2 separate regions of the Ovis aries genome follow, and region 1 is linked to region 2. A link is a contact called in public Hi-C data. All regions are on one chromosome and are shown on one strand. Each heading gives the region's core, a stretch centred on a gene start, on an enhancer-like site or on the middle of the called end of the contact. The rest is flanking DNA. Distances are from core to core; before and after follow the strand shown.

What was found. A called contact is a pair of places that touch in the nucleus more often than the background predicts.
Region 1: a Hi-C map of tail adipose tissue shows a contact between it and region 2, with 3 times the contacts expected there. The contact joins two enhancer-like sites. A contact is called at or near these places in 10 of 16 Hi-C or Micro-C datasets (blood, mixed tissues, muscle and 4 more).

The regions. Positions count from the first base shown.
Region 1 is chr19:55,945,452-55,951,306 of ARS-UI_Ramb_v3.0, forward strand. All of the region lies in intron 4 of TMCC1 (transmembrane and coiled-coil domain family 1), which reads left to right. It overlaps LOC114109480 (U6 spliceosomal RNA), which reads right to left and starts at 5,583; the gene lies at 5,480-5,583. Within about 2 kb of position 1,715, at least 4 of the 54 cell types and tissues checked have an H3K27ac peak or open chromatin away from gene starts, as enhancers often do.
Region 2 is chr19:55,872,628-55,878,210 of ARS-UI_Ramb_v3.0, forward strand. No RefSeq gene overlaps it. Among named protein-coding and RNA genes, the nearest start is that of TRH, 13 kb to the left of the region's middle. Within about 2 kb of position 2,909, at least 3 of the 54 cell types and tissues checked have an H3K27ac peak or open chromatin away from gene starts, as enhancers often do.

The DNA.
Region 1 (5,855 bases), core at 465-2,964, 72 kb after region 2:
ACTCTTCCGTTTTATCTGTATAAAATACCGTGGGATGGGAGACATTTCCCCTCTGTGTGTGTTTGCTCGGTAATTGTTCAGTAATTGTTCCACTGAGTGTTAGACCTACCATTGTTTTAGGTTAGGCATCTGCACACTTTTTCTGTAAGTAGTCATTGTAAGTATTTTCCGCCATCTGGTCTGTCTTGCAACTACTCAGTTGTGTCGGAGCATGAAATCAGTCACCCATAATATGTAAATGAACGGGCATGCCGGGGTTTGACTGGTGAACAGCGTCTGGGCCTCGGCCCATACTTTGCCCACCACAGTCTTAGGCGCTGAGAATACATGAGTGAATCAAACAAACGAAAATACTCGCACTGGAGAAGTTTAGGAGGAGGTAAGCAAAACATGTAAGTAAAGTGCACAATGTGACCGTTGAGTAAGAAGATAAAGATTCCCAGGGAGGGAAGTTTTAAGCAGAGTGGTCGGGGAAGACCTCACTAATACACAAGCAAAGACCTGGAGGATGCGAGGAAGCAGACCAAACCTCTGCAGGGAGACCTGGGGGAACAGCAAAGGGTAAGGTCCCAAAGGCCTGTACTGTGAGGAAATGTTACGGAAGTTGGATTTTTTTTGGCATTGTGAAAGGGGAGAACATGATAATGCACGTCAAGGCCGTTAGCTGTAGCCACCCGTCTGCCGTGCCTGATGGGTGAGGAGCAATACTTGAAACGTTTTTTACTAATGAGAGTTTAATCTGTATGTCTTATTTAAACTTAGGTTGCATGGTCTAAGTGTTCAGTTCAGTTCAGTCGCTCAGTCGTGTCCAGCCCTTTGTGACCCCATGAGTTGCAGCACACCAGGCCTCCCTGTCCATCACCATCTCCCGGGGTTCATTCAGACTCACGTCCATTGAGTCAGTGATGCCATCCAGCCATCTCACCCTCTGTCGTCCCCTTTTCCTCCTGCCCCCAATTCCTCCCAGCATCAGAGTCTTCTCCAATGAATCAACTCTTCGCATGAGGTGGCCAAAGTACTGGAGTTTCAGCTTTAGCATTATTCCTTCCAAAGAAATCCCAGGACTAATCTCCTTTAGAATGGACTGGTTGGATCTCCTTGCAGTCTCAAGAGTCTTCTCCAACACCACAGCTTAAAAGCATCAATTCTTCGGCACTCAGCTTTCTTTACAGTCCAACTCTCGCATCCATACATGACCACTGGAAAAACCATAGCCTTAACTAAACGGACCTTTGTTGGCAAAGTAATGTCTCTGCTTTTCGATATGCTATCTAGGTTGGCCATAACTTTTCTTCCAAGGAGTAAGTGTCTTTTAATTTCATGGCTGCAGTCACCATCTGCAGTGATTTTGGAGCCCAAAAAGATGAAGTCTGACACTGTTTCCACTGTTTCCCATCTATTTGCCATGAAGTGATGGGATCAGATGCCCTGATCTTCGTTTTCTGAATGTTGAGCTTTAAGCCAACTTTTTCACTCTCCTCTTTCACTTTCATCAAGAGGCTTTTTAGTTCCTCTTCACTTTCTGCCATAAGGGTGGTGTTAGTAGTTTTCAAAAAAACAAAATTGAACCAAGTCAAGAGCTTACTGACTTTATTTGACAATTCATGAATTGGGCAGCATTCAGTCTGAGCAAATAGAAACGAACTCTGAAGAGCTGTACAGAATAAAAGACTTCTAGGCAGAAGGGAGCAGGAACAGGAAGTTACAAAAAGTGTGTTGGTTATTGCTAGGTTACTCTCCTTACAGAGGATGGCAAGGGTTACGTGCTGCTGCTGCTGCTGCTGCTGCTAAGTCGCTTCAGTCGTGTCCGACTCTGTGTGACCCCATAGACGGCAGCCCAGAGGCTCCCCCGTCCCTGGGATTCTCCAGGCAAGAACACTGGAGTGGGTTGCCATTTCCTTCTCCAGTGCATGAAAGTGAAAAGTGAAAGTGAAGTCGCTCAGTCATGTCAGACTCTTAGCGACCCCATGGACTGCAGCCTACCAGGCTCCTCTGTCCATGGGATTTTTCCAGGCAAGAGTACTGGAGTGGGGTGCCATTGCCTTCTCTGGCAAGGGTTACCTAACTAGTGCTAATCGGCAGTTCCTGGTTGGCTGGTTTGAGTCCATTTCTGGGAGAGGCAAAAAACTGTAATTTAGTTCTCAGTTTGATGATATGAGAATTAGCATAAGAGACTCCATTTGGGGCCTACTGTGTTTTGTTTTGTTTTTAAATAAACTTACTGTGTTTATATGTAGCTTTTAAAATAGTCATGTCCAGTGGCCTTGTCAAAGGTGTAGACTAAAACCCATTCTTTCTCATTCAGTAACAAATAGCTTGTAGACTTAGAGTATGTGGATTTCCCAGGGTTTATAAATAAGGAACACTACCCTCCACAGTAAATTACTGCAGGATGGTATTCCACTCTGTTCAAATGAAAGGGAGATTTATAAGATTGAGTTAATTGAGCCGTGTGCAAAACCAGAAAGCCTAGGTATAATGTTCTTCCAAAGGGGAAAGAAACGAGGTGATGGGAAGGATAATTCCTGTTGCTGACCACAAGGTGGTACCCCTAGACCAGGAGAAGTAGGCGGAAGTGAGGAGATGACTCCTACTGTGACAGGCCATTAACAATGAAGGAATTATACCTTGAGAAGTCACTAGCTCAGGGAATTGTTAGGATATGGGCTGGATTGAGTAGTGACTATCATACGTAGTAGTAGGCGCTCTTTTAAAGTACTGAACTGAGCTGGTAACTGTGGAAATGGAATTGACGATAGAAGAGTGGGTAGAATTTACTGACAATGTTAGAATTAAAAATAGAGATACTGTTGTATGGCCGAAACCAGCACAAATTATAAAGCAATTATCCTCCAATTAAATAAATAAATAAAGTGAATTCCCTGGTGGTCCAGTGGCTGGAACTCCAGGCTTCCAATGCAGTGGGTCTGGGTTCAATCCCGGGTTGGGGAACTGGATCCCATACGCTGTAGCCAAAGATCCCATATGCCACAGCTGAGACCCAGTGCAGCCAAATAAGTGAGTAAATAAATACTTTTAAAAATAATTAAAGATAAAATTGAAAGTCCTAAAGTCTGCTTGGGAGAACTAGTAAAATAATGTCTGTTTTCCTAAAAACAAAAACATTGAAAATTGTATTTTTAAAATGAAAACCAATAGAGATCTTTCTCGTTTGTGTATTTAGTGTCAGTTTGGTAGCTAATACTATCAAGGAAATGATATCATCAAAGAAATGATACGGGATGGAAAAGTAGGGATAAATCAGAGATGAAGTTGTGTTTTCAGTTGTTCTGTAGTAAAGGTACTTTATAGAACAAAACTCGTATGCCAAAGGAAGTAACTTTTAGGCTTATTGACCCTAACTCAGAGGTCTAGAATGTGTGGAATGAAATGTGTGAAATGAAACTTCCCAACCCAGGGATCGAACCCAGGTCTCCCTCTTTGCAGGTGGATTCTTTACCAGCTGAGCCACAAGGAGGTCCAGAATGTGTATGTTTGTTTTAATGCAGTATGTTTCTGTGGTGACCCACAAGATACCTTTATTATCCTTAATGATCTTACGCTGATTTTTAATGTGATTTTCCTAAGAGTGGATTTGAAGGTGTAGCTAGGATGTTCTTGACCTTGGTAGACTTACCGTGCACAGTTATCATCATAAGGATGCCACTCCAAGTTCTGTTTGGTTTTGTTTTTAACATCTGAGTTGTATTCCTTCTGTGATGAAGGCTCAACATAATGCAAAGGCAAGTTTACTCTTCAAGTTAAATTTAATCTCCTTTTCCTTTATATTAAAAAATATATAGAGACTTTAGAGTAATTAGACCTCTAAAGGAACATAGTATGTACCTATACCTTCTGCTTTCCCCTTTTATTCACAGAGGATTTGAGTACTTTATCAGTAGCCTTCAATCTTAAGAGGGAGGGAGAATTTTGGCCCCCAAAGTCCACTACTATTTTTTATTTTTTTAAAATCCAGAACCTTGTTACAAGAGTTTGTCTTGTGACTGTTAGCTTCCCAAAGACTCATAGGTAGATAAATAGAAGGCCAGACCAGGATCATGTATGATAGAAGATAATTACTAGAACAGATTGTGATCATAATGCCGCATTATATGTAAAGAAAGGTAGGCAGCTTTGGCAGTTAGCACAGTATTGGGCTTTAGTAAGTATTTGTTAATATTTGACTTGTTTTGATGTTACATCATCGTGACCTGTGATTTCGTCAGTCAATGGGAGCTGACCAGATTTCATACTTCAGGATCAGCATATATTTATTAGGCATTAGTGTCTCATTTTATGTATGGTTTGACTTTGAAAGCATCTTGTTTCCTAAATAGAATCCTTTAAAATATGTAAAAAATGTTTGATTTAAAAAATCAGTCTTGGAGAAATCTCTTTGTAAAAAGAATTAGCAAGGATTTATTGGTTTATATATTACAAAAATGTATCTTTAGCCAAAGATCAAGTAAAATTTTTGTTGGTGGTAGTTTAGTCGCAAACTTGTGTCCGATTCTCGTGACCCCGTGGCCTGTAGCTCACCAGACTCCTCTGTCCATGGGGTTTCCCCGGCAAGAATACTGGAGTAGGTTGCCATTTCCTCCTCCAGGAGATCTTCCCAACCCAGGTCTCCTGCATTGCAGGTGGATTCTTTACTGACTGAGCTATAGAACTGGCAATTACATTTTATTTTATCACAGTAACATTTTACTGGGGTAAAGAGCCCTGACACAGATTTCGATATCATTGTAATGAAGAAGCTAAGAATTTAGAAACCTTGGTTGCAAAATGAGCCCCTTGCAACACAAATGACTTTCAGCCAAAAGATCGCTGGGTATTGCCAGGTGATTAGCAAGAACTCGAAGACTATTAAGACTATGGCCTAAGCCTAAGCAAGCGCCTCATTTTACAGACCCAAAAATGTTGGGAAAACAGCCTGAGGTAATGCAGCTAAATGTGATACTAGGGAGAGATCCCTGGGTTCCTTCTGATTTCATGTTCAGCTTTCTTGTCTTTTTATCCTGTTTGTATGTCAGAGAATTGAAGAACATGATTGCTATGATCAAGTAGGGGACAAGAAAGGGAGACAAAGTTTTTCCTTTTTCAAAATAAGTAAGCTTTTTGAATGTGAGCAGTGACAAAGGCTGATTTCCCCACTACCCTTGTTTGTCTTCTGTTACTACTTTGAAACAACTCTGGTCATCTTTTACAGATGAGTAACAAAAGTCATCCTTCTGACTACTACCCTTTGCTGTTGTGGGTCTTGCCAAAACTAATCTTGTAGCCATCAGCAATGCCTGGAGGTAGCTCAAAGAGAAAACTGACCTAAAGAATGGCCTTCTAGCAGTGAGATTCTGGGATGCTAGATGAATTTGGAGTCTCCCTGGGGTCCATCAGGAAACTGCAAATCAGGAAGATCCTTGAGAGTTTCAGATGTAAATCTGTGTTTTAAACAATTCACTAAGGACGCTAGAGGCCCATGAAAAATACGGAGTGCTTCAGGAATTTGAGTGTCATCCCTCTGCAGGGCCCACGTTACTATACTCTGTGTTCCTATTTTAGTATATGTGCTGCTGGAGTAAGCGCTGGGGTATTCTCACGTCGTCATTTTGAATACTTAGTCATACCGGTCCATCAGCTCTTGGTTGTTCTAGTTCTTTGGTATTCTTCCTAAATTATGGTCTCCAAAACAGAATACGGTGTCCACAGGTGACAAGAGCTTAGCTATCGCTTTTCTTGTTTGTTTATTTCATTGCTCCAGGTCTTAGTTGCAGCATGTGGGATCTAGTTCCCTTACCAGGACTCAAAACCCAGGCCTGCTGTATTGGAAGCCCAGAGTCTTAGCCACTGGATTTGCC
Region 2 (5,583 bases), core at 1,659-4,158:
CAGTAGTACGTGTTTTGCCTCTGTTACCCAGGTAGCAGGCCTGGAGGCAAAGGTGAGCTGTAAACACCAGGCTTCTTTGACTGAGAGGGGGCGGACGAAGCCACAGCCACTAACTAGAGACCAGTGCCTGGGAGCCCCTCCTGGCCCCCAGGACTGCGAGTGGTGGGGGAGCAGGAGGCCAGGGGCCTTAGGGTCTAGCAGGCGAACATCTGCCCAGTGTGACTGCAGACTTCCCGCCTGGGGACGGCTGCCCTGCACGTCCCAGGGGAGAAGCTTGGCTTTACCCCCTCACTGCAGCTGACGCTCATTTGCCCCTGGCAGATCTGCATACACTTGTCACACACAGACACACACACACACTCTCATACATGCACAGACTCGTTCACCCAAACGTTCACACCCACACATTCACGGTCCCATCCGATTCACCTACTCAGACTCCTGTGCTCACACATATATTTATACATGTGGTCATAGCTTACACACTCAAGCTTTCATAGCCACACGGTCATTCATTTATCCTCATAATTACACACCCTCAAACATATATACTAGGTGCTAGGTGCTCAGTCGTGTCTGACTCTGCGACCCCATGAACTGTAGCCCGCCAGGCTTCTCCGTCCATGGGATTCTCCAGACAAGAATATTGGAGTGGGTTGCCATTTCTTCCTCCAGAGGATCTTCCCGACCCAGGGATCAAGCCCGTGTCTCCTGCATTGGTAGGCAGATTCTTTACCACTGAAGGGGGCAGCAGAGGATGAGATGGCTAGATAGCATCACCGACTCGATGGACATGAGTTTGAGCAAACTCCGGGAGACAGTGAGGGACAGGGAAGTCTGGTGTGCTGCAGTCCATGAGGTCACAAAGAGACGGACACAGCAATAAACATATACACTCACACCTTTAAACGCACGCGCTCATGCAGTCACTAATATAGACACTAGTATAGTCACACAATTTTATACTCAAATATACTTAAATCTGCTCCCAAACATATACCCTCAAACATTTACACACACTTCCACTTGCACCTACTCAGTCACACACATTCACACATACAAACATTCACGCATGTTGATGTATCTGTGCACGTTGATTCACACACATGTAGTTAATGTAATTGTAATTGTGTAAGCACTCATACACTTACACACGTACTCAAATGTCCTACACCTCACACACATTCATATTCACAACACACTTTCACACACCCACTCTGCATTCCTTGACGTACATATATCCCACACATTCATACCTCAGCCCATTCACAGACACTTTCACACACACTTGCCAACATGTCTGCTTATACACATAGCCATATACATACACACACAAACATTCACACATGTTTATACTCAAGCTCACATATGTACACATGTATACTTACACACTCAAACATGGCATACACTCACACATGCACGAAGCTGCACACACAGACATTTGCGAGGTCACATGCTCACTCATATAAGGAGATGTGCTCAGCTGTCTAGCCATTCAGAAGCATCTAAAGACCTCTCCTCTGCGGTCTTTTGTGTGCTGTCTGTGTCAGGAGTTAGCGTGCTGACCAGTCGATGAGAAACTGCCCAGGAACAGGTTTGGACACTGCCAGGCTCTGTACCCACCACATCTCCCCTGGACAGTGTTTCCTCACTGCCCACCTCGGGGGCCCTGGGAAAAGTCCTGGGCTGAGAGGTGCAGCAGCTGGGGCCAGACCCGCTGGGAACAGCTACAGCTGTCACAGATCCAGCCAAGGGCCAGGCATGTGGTCTGATAGGTGGGAAGCCACATAGGGATTCCGGGGACCACAGGCTACAGAATCACTGTTTACTGCTCCCCCAGCCGAGTGCTACAACTTTGTACAAATAAAGAAACATTTGTTGGAAGGGAAAGTCGCTCGGTCATGTCCGGCTCTTTTCGACCCCATGGACTATACAGTCCATGGAATTCTCCAGGCCAGAATACTGGAGTGGGTAGCCTTTCCCTTCTCCGGGGAATCTTCCCGACCCAGGGATCGATCCCAGGTCTCCCACGTTGCAGGCGGATTCTCTACCAGCTGAGCCACATGGAAAGCCCAAGAATACTGGAGTGGGTAGCCTATCCCTTCTTGAGGGGATCTTCCCGACCCAGGAATCAAACCGGGGTCTCCTGCACTGCAGGAGGATTCTTTACCAACTGAGCTATCAGGGAAGCAAACATTTGTTGAGGGCTTTAAAAAAAATCATTTATTTGTTTGGCTGTGCTGTTCTCTGTTGCTGTGCAGGCTTTTTCTCTAGTTGTGGTGAGCAGGGGTTACCCTCTAGTTCCGGTGCACGGGCTCCAGAGTGTTTGAGCTTCAGCAGTTGCAGCTCCCAGGCTCCAGGGTAAAGGCTCAGTAGTTGTGGCACACGGGCTTGGTTGTTCCGCATCATGTGGGATCTTTCCAGATCAGGGATTGAACCTCCGTCTCCTGCATTAGCAGGCAGATTCTTTACCATTGAGCCACCAGGGAGACCCTGTAGAGGGCTTATTTTAGGGACCAGAGGCCACAGATCATCTGATGGACCACGGACCATCTCAGTCTACAGGCTCTTTCATTTGGGCAGCACGTGAAAAATTTTTTAATCTCAAGATCTCTGTGGGAGGGGAGAGCACTTCCAGAAGAATGGAGTAAGGACCTCTGAAAATCCAGCCCTCTGTAAGGACAATGAGGATGTTGGCAAAAGTAGTCAAAATCAACTTTTTCAGTGTTCTGGAAATTAACCAAAGTCTTACAGCATTCCCAGGAACATTTATTTTAAGAAAAACAAACTGAGTAAGAGCCGTGAACTTTTGTGGCTATTATCCAAGTCCATCTTCTCTTCCCAGCTCTTCAGTAGCCTTGAAAACCAACAGTTTCACAATCATGATAGCCAGGAAAAACAGTCATTTAGCAGCATCTGAAGGGGGAAGGAGGGCTTGGTGCTCCCTAAAATGTCCTGTCCCTGGGGCTTTGTCATTATTTGACCTGTTGGAAGTTACCTGGACATCTCTGCTCCCACAGCTTGTCTTTATTTGACCTGACTCAGCTCTGTCAGTGTGAACAGCCTTTTCCCTAGGGAACTTTTGTCAAAAAAAGAAAGAAAGAAAGAAAGAAAGGTCAGCAGCAATAATTTAACGTAAAATCTGCCTGAAGCACTGATAACAGATGGAACACACAAGAAGCTGCACAAAAAAAATGTAAAAGGAAAGCTGGGGAATGATACATCCATAGAGGACTTTGAAAAGCTCCAATATGTTATTGGAGGTCTAGAAGGCCATGCACATGGGCAGGGCAAGGCACCTGTCCAGGAAATAACCAAGATGGCCCTAGTGGTTCACTTCTGGCTGACCTTGAGGCTCTGTAGACACAGAAAGTGAAGATCCTAAACTGTCTGATAGAGCATCAGAAGCATGTCTCAACACACAGAGCCTCTCATCCAGGCTGGGAGACTTACTGGTGCAAGGCATTTAAAGAAATCTCTGTTCCATCATTAGCAGACCATTCTGTTAACCAGACGGAGATTTCGGTGACCACACATAACAAAGAACACAGATTTTACAGAATTCATTCAGGGACTTCACCAGACAAACAAACAGCAGCAGCAGCAACGATGCATAACAACAACACACCCTGGGGAGGTGGGGGGTGTCTAATTTCTAGAATTGCTACACTTACTATTTAAAATGCAAACATTTCTGCAAATTTGCAAGACACACAAAGAAACAGGAGAGTATGACCCATACATGAGGGGAAAAGAAACCAACTGAAACTATCTTTGAGGAAGGCCAGATGGTGGACTTACTAGACAAAGACTTTATTTTTTGGTAATCTTTATTGGATCGTAGTTGATTTACAATGTTGCATTACTTTCAGTTACTTTCAGGTGTACAGCAAACTTATGCCAGTGGTCCTTGCAGCATTATTTGCAATAATCCAAAGACGGGTACAACCCAAATGTCCATCAATAAACAAAATGTGATATCATACATACCATGGAAAAGTATTTAGCCATGAAAAGGTCACTCACCTAGAACCAGACATCCTGACAAAGGCATTCCAGTCACACTCATCTCTCATGCTAGCAAAGGAATGCTCAAAATTCTCCAAGCGAGGCTTCAGCGGTAGATGAACCAAGAACTTCCAGATGCTCAAGCTGGATTTAGAAAAGGCAGACGAACCAGAGATCAAATTGCCAACATCCACTGGATCATCGAAAAAGCAAGAGAGTTCCAGAAAAACATCTACTTCTGTTTTATTGACTACACCAAAGTCTTTGACTGTGTGGATCACAACAAACTGTGAAAATTTATTCAAGAGATGGGAACACCAGACCACCTGACCTGCCTCTTGGGAAATCTGTCTGCAAGTCAAGAAGCAACAGCTAGAACCGGACTTGGAAAAACAGACTGGGGAAGGAGGGAAATTGGGAAAGGTTCCAAACTGGGAAAGGAGATGTCAAGGCTGTATATTGCCACCTTGCTTATTTAACTTATATGCAGAGTACATCATGTGAAATGCCGAGCTAGATGAAGCACAGGCTGGAATCAAGATTACTGGGAGAAATAACCTTAGATATGCAGATGATACCACCCTTATGGCAGAAAGTGAAAAGGAACTAGAGCCTCTTGATGAAAGTGAAAAGGAGAGTGAAAAAGCTGGCTTAAAAACTCAACATTCAAAAAACCAAGATCATGGCACTTGGTCCCATCACTCCATGGCAAATAGATGGGGAAACAATGGAAAGTGTCAGGCTTTATTTTGGGGGCTCCAAAATCACTCTAGATGGTGACTGCAGCCATTAAATAAAAAAACGCTTGCTCCTTGGACGAAAAGCTGTGACAAGCCTAGACAGCATATTAAAAAGCAGAGATATTACTTTGCCAACAAAAGTCCATATAGTCGAAGCTATGGTTTTTCCAGGAGTCATGTATGGATGTGAGAGTGGGATCATAAAGAAAGCTGAGCACTGAAGAATTGACGCTTCCGAACTGTGGTGTTGGAGAAGACTCTCGACAGTCTCTTGGACTGCAAGGAGATCAAATCAGTCAATCTCAAAGGAAATCAGTCCTGAGTATTCACTGGAAGGACTGAAGCTGAAGCTGAAGCTCCAATACTTTGGCTACCTGATATGAAGAACTGACTCATTGGAAAAGACCCTGATGCTGGGCAAAACTGAAAGCAAGAGGAGAAGGAGATGACAGGGGATGAGATAGTTGGATGGCATCAGAGACTCGATGAACATGAGTTTGAGCAAGCTCCCGGGGGGTTGGTGACGGACAGGGAAGCCTGGCATGCTGCAGTCCATGGGGTCACAAAGAGTCAGACACGACTGAGCGACTGAACTGAGCTGATGAAAAGGTCTGAAGTACCAACATTTACTACTACACAGATGAACCTTGCAATCATGCTAAAGCGAAATGAGCCAGATAAAAAAGAACAAATATTATATGATTCCAATTATATGAGGTACCTAGAGTGGTAAATTCATAGAGTGGAAAGCAGATTAGTGGTTCCTAGATTCAGAGAGGAGGGGATAATAGAAAGTCATTGCTTACTGCCTACGTAAAGCAGTCCTTCAGGCTGA